Regions from separate parts of the Mus musculus genome. Here all the other regions are linked to region 1. A link is a contact called in public promoter capture Hi-C data. All regions are on one chromosome and are shown on one strand. The core of a region is the stretch at or near the end of the contact, and the rest is flanking DNA. Distances in the headings are between cores, read along the strand shown.

Region 1 (4,591 bases), core at 879-3,378:
GATGAACACACATAATTAAACATAGTCAAAGTAAAACTTAAAAAGTAGAAAGAGAGAGCTCTTGCCCCAGACATCTACCTGTTGGCCCTAGAATATGGAGACGGACAGAGCTTCCTCTCCAAATCAGAAATACCTTGTCAGAGCTGGTAATGACCTGGGGCCAGGGCCTTGGGGGGAGCTGTGACCTCAGATCCTGAGATCTCAACTCTTCTGACTGTATGGAGTTATTGGTTATCAGTCTCAAGGCCATTGTATGCATGGCCTATATATAGTATTCTCCAGAAACCCTGTGTTCCTCTCTTGCAACACTGTTTGATTAGCTTCCTGCTGACTTTGTCCCGTTGTCGGGTAGCTTCTTTGGACACCCCCATTTCTCCCCTGGAAGTTGTACATCAAATAATGCTGTACTTTTTAAATAAGCTTGCTTGGCTCAAGCCATAGCTTGTACAAGACCTCCAGATCCCAAACTTTTTTTTTAAATCTTCTCTCTCTTCTATCCTCTTTATCTTCTGATCTCCTGGTTCTCTCTCTCTCTCTCTCTCTCTCTCTCTCTCTCTCTCTCTCCCTCTCTCCCTCTCTCCCTCTCTCTCTCTCTCTCTCTCTCTCTCTCTCCCCTGTTACTGAAGAAGGGCTTGCTGGTCTAGGCCCTAACCCCCACTCTCTGTGTCTCAGGGGAACACAGCAGCCATGAGCTCAGTAGCACACACCGACTTGCCCTGCCTTTGTGTATTATTAGATCTACTCTTTCCCCATGCAACTCCCCCGCCCCCATGCCTTCACCCTGCCATTCCTCTTCAGCTCTATGTGCACCTGGTTTGAAAACCTGTGCTGTTCCCTTAGTGCTTTGCGCTTTAGGCTGTCTTTAGTGGTAAGGGTACCAATTCCGGGGTGAGGAGGAATTAGTGTGAGATTATATTTTTCCTGATTTAAACATTGTAATATCTTTTAATTTTGCCTATAATAATGGCAGCCATTGTATTGTCGTTCCCAGGCCCCATGTGATCTAGCCACACCTACTTCCATACTTCAGTTTACCCAGCTCTCCCCTCTGCTGTGTGGCAATCACTCTCCCTTCATTTCAGTTTTTTTTTTTGGAGTGTCCCAAACTCGGTCCTTCAGAGACTTTGTACTGACGGTTCATTCTGTAGGGATGTAAATGGCTGTTGCAGAAGATCAGACTTTGGTCCCCAGAACCCATATCAGGTAACTCACAAACACCTGTAATTCCAGCTCCAAGGGAGCCGACACCCTCTTCTGGACCCTATGGTCACCTGCAGTCACATGCACATAGCCAGTGCAGATGCACACACATAATTAAACATAGTAAAAATAAAACGTAAAAAGTAGAAAGAGAGAGCTCTTGCCCCAGACATCTACCTGTTGGGCTCCAGGCCACTGCTCAGGAGAAAGGCTGTGCCTTATCATATTCTTTCCACCTGTCTCCTAACTGTATTTCATATCTTATGTGCTTCCTAATAGTTGAATATCTCTTTTAAAAAAATGTTATTTACCAGAAAATCATGGTGGCAAGCTGTTGAAGGGCTCATGTCTCTAAGCTGTCTTCCCAACACTCAGTGTGCCATCGGACACATTCGGATGCCTTTAATATTTGGCAAGAACATGGGGCATCAGAATCCTTCTCTAGAGAATGGTGTCATGGAATAATCAGTCAGAGGTTTGCCAACGCAGACGAGGGCACACCTACCTAATGATCCAGGAGCTTCTCTCAGACGTGTAAGAGACATTGCCAGGATTGTCGCGGCAACATTATGTATAATAATTAGCAAAACGTAAAAAAAATGGGACAACCAAAATGGCTAAGGGAGAGAGACACGTCGGTTGCTCATGCTCACAGGATGGGGCAAGCCTTTATTGAGAAGGACCACACCTCAAATGTTTAAATCCCGCAAGTATAATGCTTTTATTAAAAAGTAAGTTATGTAAGTGCACAGTATAGTAAATTTTATACAGTGACTAGGAAATCTTATGTAAGAATATCTTACATTGCTTAAGGAATTTCCTGCTTCTCCCTCTCTGCTCTCCACCCCCACACACCACTCAGACACACACAAAGGGAGGGGGAGGGGAGAGAATAAGCACCAAGCTGAAGACTGGGAGTTTGGGTTTGGGCGGACAGAGACCGGAAGCTGGGAGATGATGGCTTCTGATGTTTGTTGCTTACGCGACACAGCTTGTTTGGAATTATGTGGCCCTTGACAACTGCGTGGCACACACTTCAAGATACAAAAGTGAGAAGAAGAGGGGGGTCACCAGAGGAGACTGAAGTCAGTAAGTTTCTACCAAAGCTGGGTTTCTTCTGGCCACTCCAAACAAAGCTGAAATTGTCCTTCAGACCTCTGTGAGTACAGTCTCAGTTCCTTCCGTAGTTCTCTGGGAGGTTCTGCGTGCACACACGTGATAGTTTTGTGTTTTTATTTTTAAAACTTCAATCAGTTTTGTCTTAATTTTATATATTACTGGGGTTTGGTGCGCACTAATTGAACCCAGCTTCTTTTCACCGGCTTCATCCACCCACCCCTGTAATCTCTCTTCTACATCTTAGCTTCCTGTTTGTTTAATTTCCGTATAGGTAGGACGTTTCTTCTGTTTCTCATTCCGCTTAACGTCGTGGTTTTTGTTTTTGTTTTCCCTGAAAACTCACTATCCCCATATCTGTTCTGTATCCAGAACTAATGATTGATTCCTCATGCATCAGCAGACTTACTCAACACAGAGATCATCCCAGAATTGTAAGGCAGAGTGCTTCTGCCAAGGGACAGTACTCGGACAGACACGTGTACATCTTAACTTTGTGAACCTGGGACAGCTAGTCAGACTGACGCTGTGGTTGTTTTCAAAGTCTTACAGTTTCTAATCCACAAAGACTCCGAGGGATGCCCACTAAGAAGCTGTTGGTCTGACAGCGTTTGCCGCCACTGCTCTTCTCAGTGCCTAGTGGGGTCTCCAGTGTCTCTGGCGCAGGAAGACAGGTCCGAGCAAGCATTACTTTATGGCAAGTTTAGACTGACTGTATCGGTGCTCAACCTGTCGGGAGTCTGCTTTACCTAAGATCTGGCACGAGGACGGGGCTGGGGTGGGGTTAATGCCTTTTCTCAGAAGCGCTTCCACCTCTGGAATAGTCCATTTTAGGACAGTGCTGGGTGTGTAAGAACCGCTCAGATAGTGTTTGGAAAGGATATAATAATTTTTAGCGATGATCTGGAGCATATTTAAGCCGACATTCCTGATAGATGAACGTGCTGGCCTGGGATCAGGAAAAAAAGACTGAACGATTTTCGAAGGACGGATTATTTCTGTCCTGCTCCACTTGGGGAAGGTGAGTCTGTTCCGCCCGCGGCGGAGAAGCGATGCCCAAGGTGCAGAGTGCGGTGACCAACCAGGATTCGGTCCCCAGAGTGGTTCCCGCTCTGCTCCACGAGACCCAGCGCTCTGAGACCCCATAGGCAGGTGGAGCAAGCCCGGGGCAGCCGGAGCGGAGGGAGTTAGCGATCAATAGTCACTGGGGCGGCTAGAAGACTCCGACCTGGAAAGTGGGCCGGGACTTGGGTCAAACTCTGGGATTCCTGCTCTCCCTTGCCCTTTCCAGGTGGGCCAGCACTTACCGCTCAGCCAGCGAGCACATAGGGTTACAGGGGAGCCCCTCCGACCCATGCGATCCCAGATGCACGCTGGGCGGGTCCACAGTCTGCTCTGGCTGGGGTTCAGTCTCCTGGCCCTGGCTTGATCCAAGTGCCAGCACATCTGGCCCTGTCTCCCAACTCCCCACCAGTCCCCTTCACAGGCCAGTCGGCGTTTACTGGCTTCTGAAGGTCTGGTGTAATGGAGATGGGGAAAGGCTGGCCTTGGAACGGAGGGAGGCCAAGTGGAGGGCTCCCCATGCAGAGGGGAAGGAAGGCCAGTGACCTGAACTGGGACTGACATTCTGGATTCTCTAAAATTGTGTGCGGGAAGGTACCAGCCTCACTGCATCCCTTACTTCTACCATTGTCCTCTCTTTTCCTTTGTAGCCTGAGATGGGGGTTACATCTTTGCTCTTCTGTGGGGTGTTTTTCCTGCTTCTGCTTTTCGTGGCAGCAGGTAAGTTCTGCGGGTCTGTGAGTCCTTGTATCCCAGAGACCTGTTGCCTTGCCAGCAGCATCCTTTGTCATTCATCTCCGTGCCCCTGACTCACCCACTTGCAGGGGCATCAACTAAGCCCCAACCTTGCTAGTCACTCTTTCCACCAGATAATCTGGCAGGCCGGTCAAAAAGGGAGCGGGGAGGGAGGGATAGGAAAAGTTCATTCCCAACTTCTTGGAGGCTCAACCCCCAAATGTCACCTTGGAACTTTGGACTAACAGGTGATACAGAGAAGTCCTCAAACACTCGAGTGGACTCAGTTCCAATGCTTAAACAGATGGGCTACTAGTGTCATCTATTTCATATAAAGGGCTATTTTATGGTCCAAAACTACCAGAGAGTACAAGTTTCTAAGAAAACCCAACTTGGTAGAAATGGGCTTTAAAGGGAAGCTGTCTTTAGAACCAAGCACTGTGGAACGAGGATACATCTGACTGCAAGTATAGGCAGG
Region 2 (4,591 bases), core at 1,199-3,698, 2.5 Mb after region 1:
ACTTGGTTTTCTACCCTTAGAACTTTTAATACTCTGTCTTTGTTCTGTACATTTAATATTTTTATTATTTGTGTCAAGAGGAATTTCTTTTCTGGTCCAATATATTTGGTGTTCAGTAAGCGACTTGTTCCTTGATAGGTACCTCCTTCTTTAGGTTAGAAGCAATTTCTTTTATGATTTCATTGAAAATGTTTTCTATGCCTTTGACCTTCCTCTATTCCTATTATTCTTAGATTTAGTCTTTTCATAGTGTCCCAGTTTTCTGGATGTTTTGTGTCAGGTTTTTTTTTTTTTTTTTTAGATTTAACATTTTCTTTGACCGAGGTATCAGCTTCTTTATGGTGTCTTCAAAGCCTGAGAATCTCTTTACTGTTATTTTGACAAAATTCCATTTTATTTTACATATGAGCCCTTATGCCTGAGATTCTCACTACCCCCTCTTATATTTTGTTTGTGAGGCCTTTGAGGTTCCTGTTTGAGTCCCTAAATTTTTTATTTTCAGATTTTCTCTCAGTTTTGGTTTTCTTTATTGATCCTGTTTTCTCTTTCAGGTCTTGGACTGTTTTATTGATTTCCTTCCACTGTTTGTATTTTCAGATTTATTAAAGGGGTTTATTAATTTCCTCTTTAAGTACCTCTATCATATTCATGAAGGTTACTTTAAAGTCTTTGTCTTCAACTAAGTTTCAGTTCTCGGGCCTGTTGCTGGGATCTAATGGAGACATGTTATACTGGCTGGTTTTTATTCTGTTTTTATGATGGCATGTAGGCATCTGGGTTTGGGGATGTTTGTAATTCCAGGTGCTGACATCTGGTCTTGCTTTTGCTGAGTGGGTTTCTTTTCCTTGTTTTTTGTTTGTTTGTTTTCTCTGGTTCTTAGGAGTCTGTGGTGGCTGTGTGTTGCCTGGTAGAATGCTTCTCAGATCCAGCCAGTTGTGGCTACTGGGGGTTCCAGGTACAATGTGTTTCTTGGTATTGAGAGCTGACATTTAGGAATGAAGATGGGCTGGAGGGGAGGAAGTAAGGAGGGCTGCAGAGGGAGGGAAGGTGGGTGATCTACCAGGGTCTGTTTAGTCCCCTGGGAATGGGATCAGAGAGTGAGAAGAGGCCACAGCAGTTCTGCTACAGATAAGACTAGAGGATTGGATTTGGAGAGATAGAGGGAGAGGTAAAGATCTGGAGTTAGCCTACCTGCTTTTCTGGCCAGCACTGCCTCGCCTCTAACTTATTCTTCTTCTCCAAATACTAGTCCTGGACTTCTGCCACTGAATGAAGAGATTTTCACTAATGTAAAGGAAACAAACAAAGGGGAAAATAATGATTTCCCCCCTTTACTACAAGCATCCTATTTGGAGGGGTTTTTTTTCTTCTATTTTTCTGAAGCTATGCAATTTCTATTTCCCTAGAGCTGTTTTATGAGGTGATAACTGTACGATGCCAGCACTTACTTCATAACTTAAAAAACAGATTTCTAATTTACATGTATAAATATTTTGCTTGTATGTATATGTGTCTGTACATCACAGACATGGTTGATCCCCTTGAAATTCAGAGAAGGTGTCAGATTGTTTAGAGCTGTAATTATAGATAGATAGGTAGATAGATAGATAGATAGATAGATGTGATAGATAGATAGATAGATAGATGTGATAGATGTGATAGATGTGATAGATAGATAGATAGATAGATAGATAGATAGATAGATAGATAGATAGATGTGATTTTCCACAAGAGTTCTGGGGACCAAACCCAGGTCCTCTGAAAGAACATAGAGTGTTTTTAACTTCTCAGCCTCTTACTCGGTCACCTTGATCTCGTTTTCTGAGTATGTTTTAAACTTCTAATGATAATTTCAACATTATCAAATTATTCAATGATAATTTTCAACATTGGAAAACCCTTTAAGAGTGATTTATTCAACCACTTGTATCTGGTAGAGATAACCCTAGACTTAGGGTTAGGAAGTTCAAGTTTCAGAAGGCAAAGACAGTTCCTGTGTCTGCAGCCACTCTTAATGGCTTTAAGGCTCAGAGGCAATCAGGGAGAGCCATGAAGTTGAGCAGGGAGGTGCTTTTCCTCAGCCTGTGGGTCAGACAGCTAAGAGTCAACACAATGTGTTGGAAGCCAGAATGGTTAGTTGCTGGAAGAAGAATGTCTTGAAACAGATCTTTAAAACGGGCAAGTTCAAGGGGGAGCAGAAGGCCCTTGCGGGAAGGCAAGCGGACAGGAAAGCCAGCTTGGATTGTTGGAGTGAGAATAAGACTGTGGAAGGCTTGTCTGAGCGTGGGTACCAGGAACTCAGCTAGGACTACAGCTGCTAGTAAGCCGAAAGCCATGTGCAAGGCAACCTGCTGCCGCGCACCCAATCAGCGGCGAGGGGCTGGACTACAGAACTCCGCCCCTAGTTGCAATTGCTAAGGAAGCGCTTCCGCCTGGGAGGTCTGCGCCTGCGCAGTCTCCAGGCTCCACCCCTTTCCCCTCCCGCCAGGATGTTTCTTACGGCCAACATGGCCGCCCCCTGTGTGTCCTGCGGCCGAGTGCTTTCCCTTTGGTTCACTCCCGCTGTTAGAGCTAGCCTCTGCCAGAGGCCCGGGTACTGGACAGCCTCGGCGGTTGGCTGGCAGACAGGGACCAGGTTCCAGGTAAGGTCCTGGGAGCTGGAGCTGGCGGTCCGTGTGGTAGGGTGACGTGAAGCCGGCCCACCTTCCAGGGCTGCCAGAGCCCTCAAGGTAGAGGTCGGAGGTCACGCTTGGGGATCGGGGAATCGGCCGCGGACGGATCCTCTGCAGCCTCTCCCTGGGCTTTGAGGAGCAAAGGGTTCGGCAGATGGAGTTGGGTGGCTGCCTGGGTCTTGTGATTCGTCCCGGGGAGAAGGGGAGCCGAACTCTGCGCGACCCGGAAGATGTCCTGGGCAGAGTCAGTCTGTGGAGCGAACTGAGACTTTTTACAAGTGCTCTGCGTTTGCGGAATTTCAGTTTTTGTAATTTTCCCGAAACTTGTGTGTGTGTGTGTGTGTGTGTGTGTGTGTGTGTGTGTGTGTGTGACATTAGGAGAGCAGAATTTGACCGCTTCGCTCAATTCCGGGGTCGGTGTGAAGCTGGGATTTCTAGCTTGAGTCTTTGCTTGTCGCCCGTTTAATGTGGCTCATTAAAAGTGGGAGAAAACGAGCTTCGGCTGTAATTGCACTTAAAGTGTCTGTGGCATATTCTACCGGAGATTTCCAGTAGTCCTTTCGGTGGGTGTGCCCGTGACACAGGAGGAGACCTAACTTTGAAGTCCTGTTACCTTGCAGGTTCTAATGGAAACCCAGGGAATAGCGCGCAGATGGTGTCCTGCAAGAGTAGGCAGATGAACAGGCCGAAAGAGAGGTCTCAAGAGATTGAGAACACGCGGTCAAACAAGTGGGGGTTGGAAAACAGAACAGTTTGAGTAGAAAGAGTACGAAATGTTGGAAAAGCAGTACTACCACCAGATATTGCCGAGAAGTTAAACGCTGGATCTTAGAACTGTTTTACAAAATGACTGGCCACCTTTTTCTGTTATTTGATGTTGTAACATAAACCAATTTGTCCATTGATCTGTTAAACATCTGGGTTTCTTGGTTTTGAAAATTGGAAAATGTGTTGGACATTTTTATTTCTTCTATACATCTCTTTGAGACACATAATTGCATATGAGAGGAACTGTAGCATACAAAATATGTTTATTGGTAATGATTATATGGGCAGGTGGCTCTCACTCTCCTATATTCTGAACCTAGTGTACCCTTCTTCTTTCTCTTTATTCTTATAATTATGTGTAAACAAACACATTTTACAAAATGAGCCTCGCTGGGTCACATCCCTTTTACCTTTTTAATTTACAGGGGGAATACATGTATGTGTCTTTTATTATGTCTAAAGCTCATTCCGGTTGCACACTGCTTTCTTCCCACGGATGCATGCATACACATTGTCTTGGTTACTTTTCTGTTGCTTCGAAAAGACACCTGAACAGGGAGAGACTGGGGTTGGCACAGGGTTTTGAAATCTTAAAGCCCAGCCCCCAGTGGGATACCTCTAACAACAAGCCCCTCCCCCCATGTATGTATACACACACAAAGACATTTAGAAACCTTTTTTTTGTACAGTGCCTGCCGAAAATACTAATGTTTCTTAATGTTCATATTAAAAATCACTTATCCACGTCTGCATATAACATTAATAGCTGTATTTCTCTTGGGGCCCATGTTTTATATAAAAAAATTAATGACTTTATGAGCAAATAAAACACTAACCAAGTAATCCCCTCCCCATTTCATATTTGGGTCATGTGCCATTAATTATGGAATCTCTTCAAAGGTCATAAACAGCTTGAAAGGAGTAGAGGTAATAGAATAATAAAAGGCATTTTACAAAGTGTTTTCATGTTTTGTTTACACTGCCAAGTGTATAGTAGGTACTGATATCAACAGAAACTGTGGGTGACAGTAAAAATTTTTGAGAAACACTAATGCCACTAACATAAGGAAGCAAGCTTTACTTAGGTGTGACTCCTGGGTCTCAGTTGGGACCCTTGCTAGCTGGCTTCCTCCTCTGATGTCCTTATAGTA
Region 3 (4,591 bases), core at 757-3,256, 2.4 Mb after region 1:
CAAGATCGCAGCGCAGGGCCGCAAGCGCAAGAAGCGGACCTCCATCGAGGTTAGCGTCAAAGGCGCGCTGGAGAGCCACTTCCTCAAGTGCCCTAAACCCTCGGCGCAGGAAATCACCAACTTGGCCGACAGCCTACAGCTGGAAAAGGAGGTCGTGCGGGTCTGGTTCTGCAACCGACGCCAAAAGGAAAAACGCATGACGCCCCCTGGCATCCAGCAGCAGACGCCGGACGATGTCTACTCGCAGGTGGGTACCGTGAGCGCTGACACACCGCCACCGCACCACGGGCTTCAGACCAGCGTGCAGTGAATGCCGGGGCGCAGCGCGAAGAGGGCCGCCGCCGCCGCCGCCACCTCCGCAGCCGCTGTCAGCACCGCCATGGTCGCCGTCGCCGCCGTCTCCGAGCCGCCGCCGCCGAGAACCACCGCTGCTGCTGCTGCCGCCGCCGCCGCCGTCACCGTCGCCGCCGCCGCCGCTGCCGCCGCGCAGACCCAGCACCTGGCCAGTGCCAGGGCATCTAGGCCTCCTCCCCTCCGCCCAAAGACAGGCGTGCCACGGCCCCAGGAGGGGGGAGGACAGCTGGAGACCGATGAGACTCTTTCTGAAGTCCAAGAAAGGAGGGACCAAAAAAATTTTTAAGCATAATAAATACCAAGACTGTTTTATATGCATATATAACAAACAAAACCGGAAGAGGAAAAGGGGCAACAGGGACATCTCGTTTATACTGTGGTGGTGTTCTGCTTCTGTTTTGAAAGAAGGGTGAAGATGCCTAACGCACCTAAACTGCACACTTGAGGTACTGTCCACACCGAGATGTCCTGCATGGCGTCGTCGGTGGAGAACACCTGCCTCGGAGATAAGAGAGAGACACCCCCCCCCTCTTTCTTCCACTTCTTCCAAAAGGGCTGCCTAAAAGATCCATGGAAACTTTCTTTATGGGGAGCGACCTGAAAAGAAAGACGCACCAGGTTTCCTGCAGGTCTGACTCTGCTCTTGGACAGTGTTTTTCTTGGCCATATTCAAGTCTTTGGGGAACAAATAAATCAACTAAGAAATGGGAAGAAGGGAGAAACAGAGTCTGGGGGGGAAGATTCGCCGCTTCTGAAGTTCACAGACTGAACAAGAAAGCCAAAAGAAAGCATCCTCCGCAGTAAACTTGGAAATAAAAGCATCGCGAAAGAGCCAAGGCTGGGTGAGGCTGAAGGGTAGGTACGTCCAGCCGCAATCCACTAGCGGAGAGGGCACAAAAGCGGGGCCCGGGCCCAGCCTCTGAGACCGCCCACAAGGGCCAGGCCTCCACCACCAAACCCGGGCTTTGCTGACTGCCGCTCGGGGTGGACCATGCCTAAAGATTCCGCCGCTAATATTTTTTTTATTAACATTTTTTATTTTTTATTTCTGGACTGACTCCGATAAAAGGGTGTGGAAAGACAGCACCAACCGCGCACTTCCCTTGACTTCTGCCCTCAATGCGTTGCCAACTTTGATTGAATGGGTGCTGCGGATGTGATTATGTAATACTGCCATTTCCAAGCAGTGTTTTTGGTAGGTTTTAATAAACAGACTTTTCAAATGACGGCAATATAGAATCGTTAGATCCGTTGTTGATCTAAAAATATTTGCTTTATATTTTCATTAAATGACTTCTTTTAATATTTTATTCAAAATACTTATGAACTGCTGCAAAACGGTAATTTATTTTTCCCCAGATCTTGTATTACGTGTTTTTTTCAGACGAGCACAAATCAAAATGAAATGAAAATATGGACAGTTGTTAGGTAATAAGGGTATCTTTTGATGTGATCATTTGATTGTAATTTAATTTGAGTAGTGATTCCGTAAGAGCTGATTGAGAAAATAAATTTGTTAGAATGAAATGGTCTGTGTCTGATGCATAAACACTGTGTGGGAAGAAAAGAATCCTTTAGAAAATATTTTTTTACTAATGCAGACCCTTAAGTCATAGCATTAAGAGAGCGGAGCTTCCCCACGCAAAGGTATGTTTGAAACCTCCAGAACAGGCTAGGGTTGCTAAAAGGAGTTGCTTTAGCAATAGTGGTTATTCACTCCTTGTTGGTCCATAAATTTCACAATATTCTCCTTACCCTCAGTTTCAATGGGTGTCTCTAGTGTTTTTGCTGAGTGATCTATAAATATTAGCCATTTTCTTGAAAGTACCTGTGTTTTGCTACATCACCAGTGAAAATATGCCCACCAGCCAGTCATGGTAAATACAGTTCCTCTTAGGTCAGCCTCTTTTTGATCACCTTGCCTTCCAATATATCCCTGTTTTTTTCTTTCTTCCTTTCTTTTCCTTCCTTCTTTCCTCTCTTTCTTTCTTTCTTTCTTTCTTTCTTTCTTTCTTTTCTTTCTCTTTCTGTCTTTGTGGATCAATAGTTGCGAAGGATAGCTTATAAATTCATGAAATATTTTGATATCAGTTACTCCCCATTGATAACTATGTGTGATTAAATTTCCATTATTAAGCCTATATTTGCTTTTCTTCCTATATTTCTTTCATGAAAGATGATGGTACTGAGCCCTGCTTTGCTCTGTGCTGAGATTGTCCCTAGCGCAGACTCCAGGCTGCCCATTTCTGTGGTTTGGTCCTTCAGAGGCATAGTAACTCTTCATCTTCCTTACCAATGCCTAGGCTTTAGTTATTTTGGTCACTTTTTAGATAAGACCCTGCAGGATGGTCACATTTATCAAGTTGATGCATCAGTATTTACAAGCTGGAAATACAACACCTCAGGGTATGAGAGATAAAGAGGAGAAAGGCTCTGATTGGTTGAGTCCTTGTATTGTATGTGGTTTTTTTTTTTTTTTTTTTAAGTACTTAGGTGGAAAAACAATGATTTTTACACAGGCATTTCCCCCAATCTCAGCTACCATTCACCTTTTGCCTAATCTTTGCTGGCTTCCCCTCCCCCAATATAGATTCAAGGGTTAAAAAATTCTGGGAAACTATGAGGACAAGAAATAGTTTCTCACAGACAGACCCAATAGCACAAATTGAGCCCAGCCAGACAACCATGTATTTGGGTTGCATTATTTTAGATACCAAATTGTAGTAAAAAAAAAAAAAATCACCAGCATTCTGATTCATGAAATCTGGAAAAGGCCATATTTATTAAACAGAAAGACATGAAGGTACAGATAAGAAACCACATTTTATTTTTCTCTTTGCTTTTGTTTTCTGTTTCTCCTGTTATTGTTATCACACTGCCTGGAGTTGGGGTAGGGTGAGAGTCATCATCTTTTTATTTGTTTGTTTTGTTGTTGTTGTTGTTGTTGTTGTTGTTGTTGTTTTAGAGGCTCTGAGGGTAAGCCAAGAAGGCCTCCCTGAAAGTGAGGAATGGGCCAGGCTGTTTGTAAATGGAACACATCACTGGTGTGTGACAGGGATCTTGGTGGGTTTTTGTTTTTGTTTTATTTTTGTTGTTTGATTAAGGGCGAGGTTTTGTTTTGTTTTGTTGTTTGTTTGTTTGATGTTTTGTTTTGTTTTCCTGCTGGAATGGTGGTGCCTGACTAGGAAAGGAATGGGTCTATTTTAAATGCCAGGAGGTATCTGCTTTCTTGATTTAGCTCATGACAAAAGAGCTAATGTTAGATTTTACCCTGTCTTCTATTTGCTGGTTACTTTGGAAGAAGCCCAGATCTATGGGTAGCAGAGTACGTTTTTGATTGAAGAAGATAGGCAAACCAAGCAGTTTTGCTTGTCATTGTGTGTTGTGTAAAGTAAGCTGACGCTTGCACTTTTTGTTTTAAAGTCAATCCTTTGAATGTATTTACAAAATGAAATTGATGGTTGAAACACAGCAGAGAAGATATGAGAGTTTTTGTGCTAAGGCTCATATTGTTACACATGTAAATAATGAACATATTGTTGTATATCACCAGGTCTTTAAAAAAAAAAGAATTTGGTCATTGTGTTCTTATGCAGCACAAATGTCTTGTGCTTCGTAAACTGCCCATTTGTTTCCTCCATTTCAGACTGCCTACTCTTCCCCTTCCAACCCAAAGGAAAGTGACAAAGTTCTGGTCCATCAGCTTGGCTACTTTCAAACTAGGCCCAGTTATAGTTTACAGTAGAGTGTGGCTCCCGAGCCACTATCCAAGCTTTGATCACCCCATCTACCCAATCACCTTCCCCTGACAAGTCTGTACAATAAATAATTCAAGGTGTATTTAAAATATTAGTCACTTTGCTGTTGTTGCTCTGCGTTTTCCCTTCTTAGTATTAGCTAAGGGTTATTCCTCCTCTCTCTCTCTCTCTCTCTCTCTCTCTGTCTCTCTCTCTCTCTCTCTCTCTCTCTCTCTCTCTCTCATTGATCTTAGAGACTCCCTCTGCTTCTTCCTGGCCTCCAGTGTTTGCTCATTACCATACTCATGATCTGGTTTTGTATGAATGGTTTTCAACATTCAGAGAATAATTGGTTCTTATATCAAATGCAGTATATACTATTCATAGTTTTATCAATAAGTGTAATATTTTAAATAATTTTAACAATTAAATTTGTTTTTTAAATTATATATTTGTAAAGTATTTATCCTGTTGGAAGCAACAATATATTGTTGTATTTA

The links. Promoter capture Hi-C pulls out the DNA fragments that hold promoters and counts their contacts.
Region 2: a contact with region 1 is called in a promoter capture Hi-C map of hippocampal neurons, with 3 times the contacts expected there. The contact joins the promoter of Mrps9 here to the promoter of Il1rl2 in region 1.
Region 3: a promoter capture Hi-C map of liver shows a contact between it and region 1, with 4 times the contacts expected there. The contact joins the promoter of 2900092D14Rik here to the promoter of Il1rl2 in region 1. A contact is called at or near these places in 2 of 39 promoter capture datasets (embryonic stem cells and liver) and 1 of 115 datasets of contacts at active chromatin or transcription factors (embryonic stem cells).

Annotation. Positions count from the first base shown.
Region 1 is chr1:40,322,461-40,327,051 of GRCm38.p6, forward strand. It overlaps Il1rl2 (interleukin 1 receptor-like 2), which reads left to right and starts at 2,129. Exons shown (of 11, transcript NM_001356478.1): 1 at 2,129-2,289; 2 at 4,029-4,098. The coding sequence starts at 4,035.
Region 2 is chr1:42,848,785-42,853,375 of GRCm38.p6, forward strand. Mrps9 (mitochondrial ribosomal protein S9) reads left to right here and starts at 2,449. Exons shown (of 11, transcript NM_023514.4): 1 at 2,449-2,642. The coding sequence starts at 2,508.
Region 3 is chr1:42,698,330-42,702,920 of GRCm38.p6, forward strand. 2900092D14Rik (RIKEN cDNA 2900092D14 gene) reads left to right here and starts at 2,007. Exons shown (of 1, transcript NR_027891.1): 1 at 2,007-4,591. It overlaps Pou3f3 (POU domain, class 3, transcription factor 3), which reads left to right. Exons shown (of 1, transcript NM_008900.3): 1 at 1-1,881. The coding sequence ends at 310. The region is part of intron 1 of Gm46091 (predicted gene, 46091); the gene reads left to right.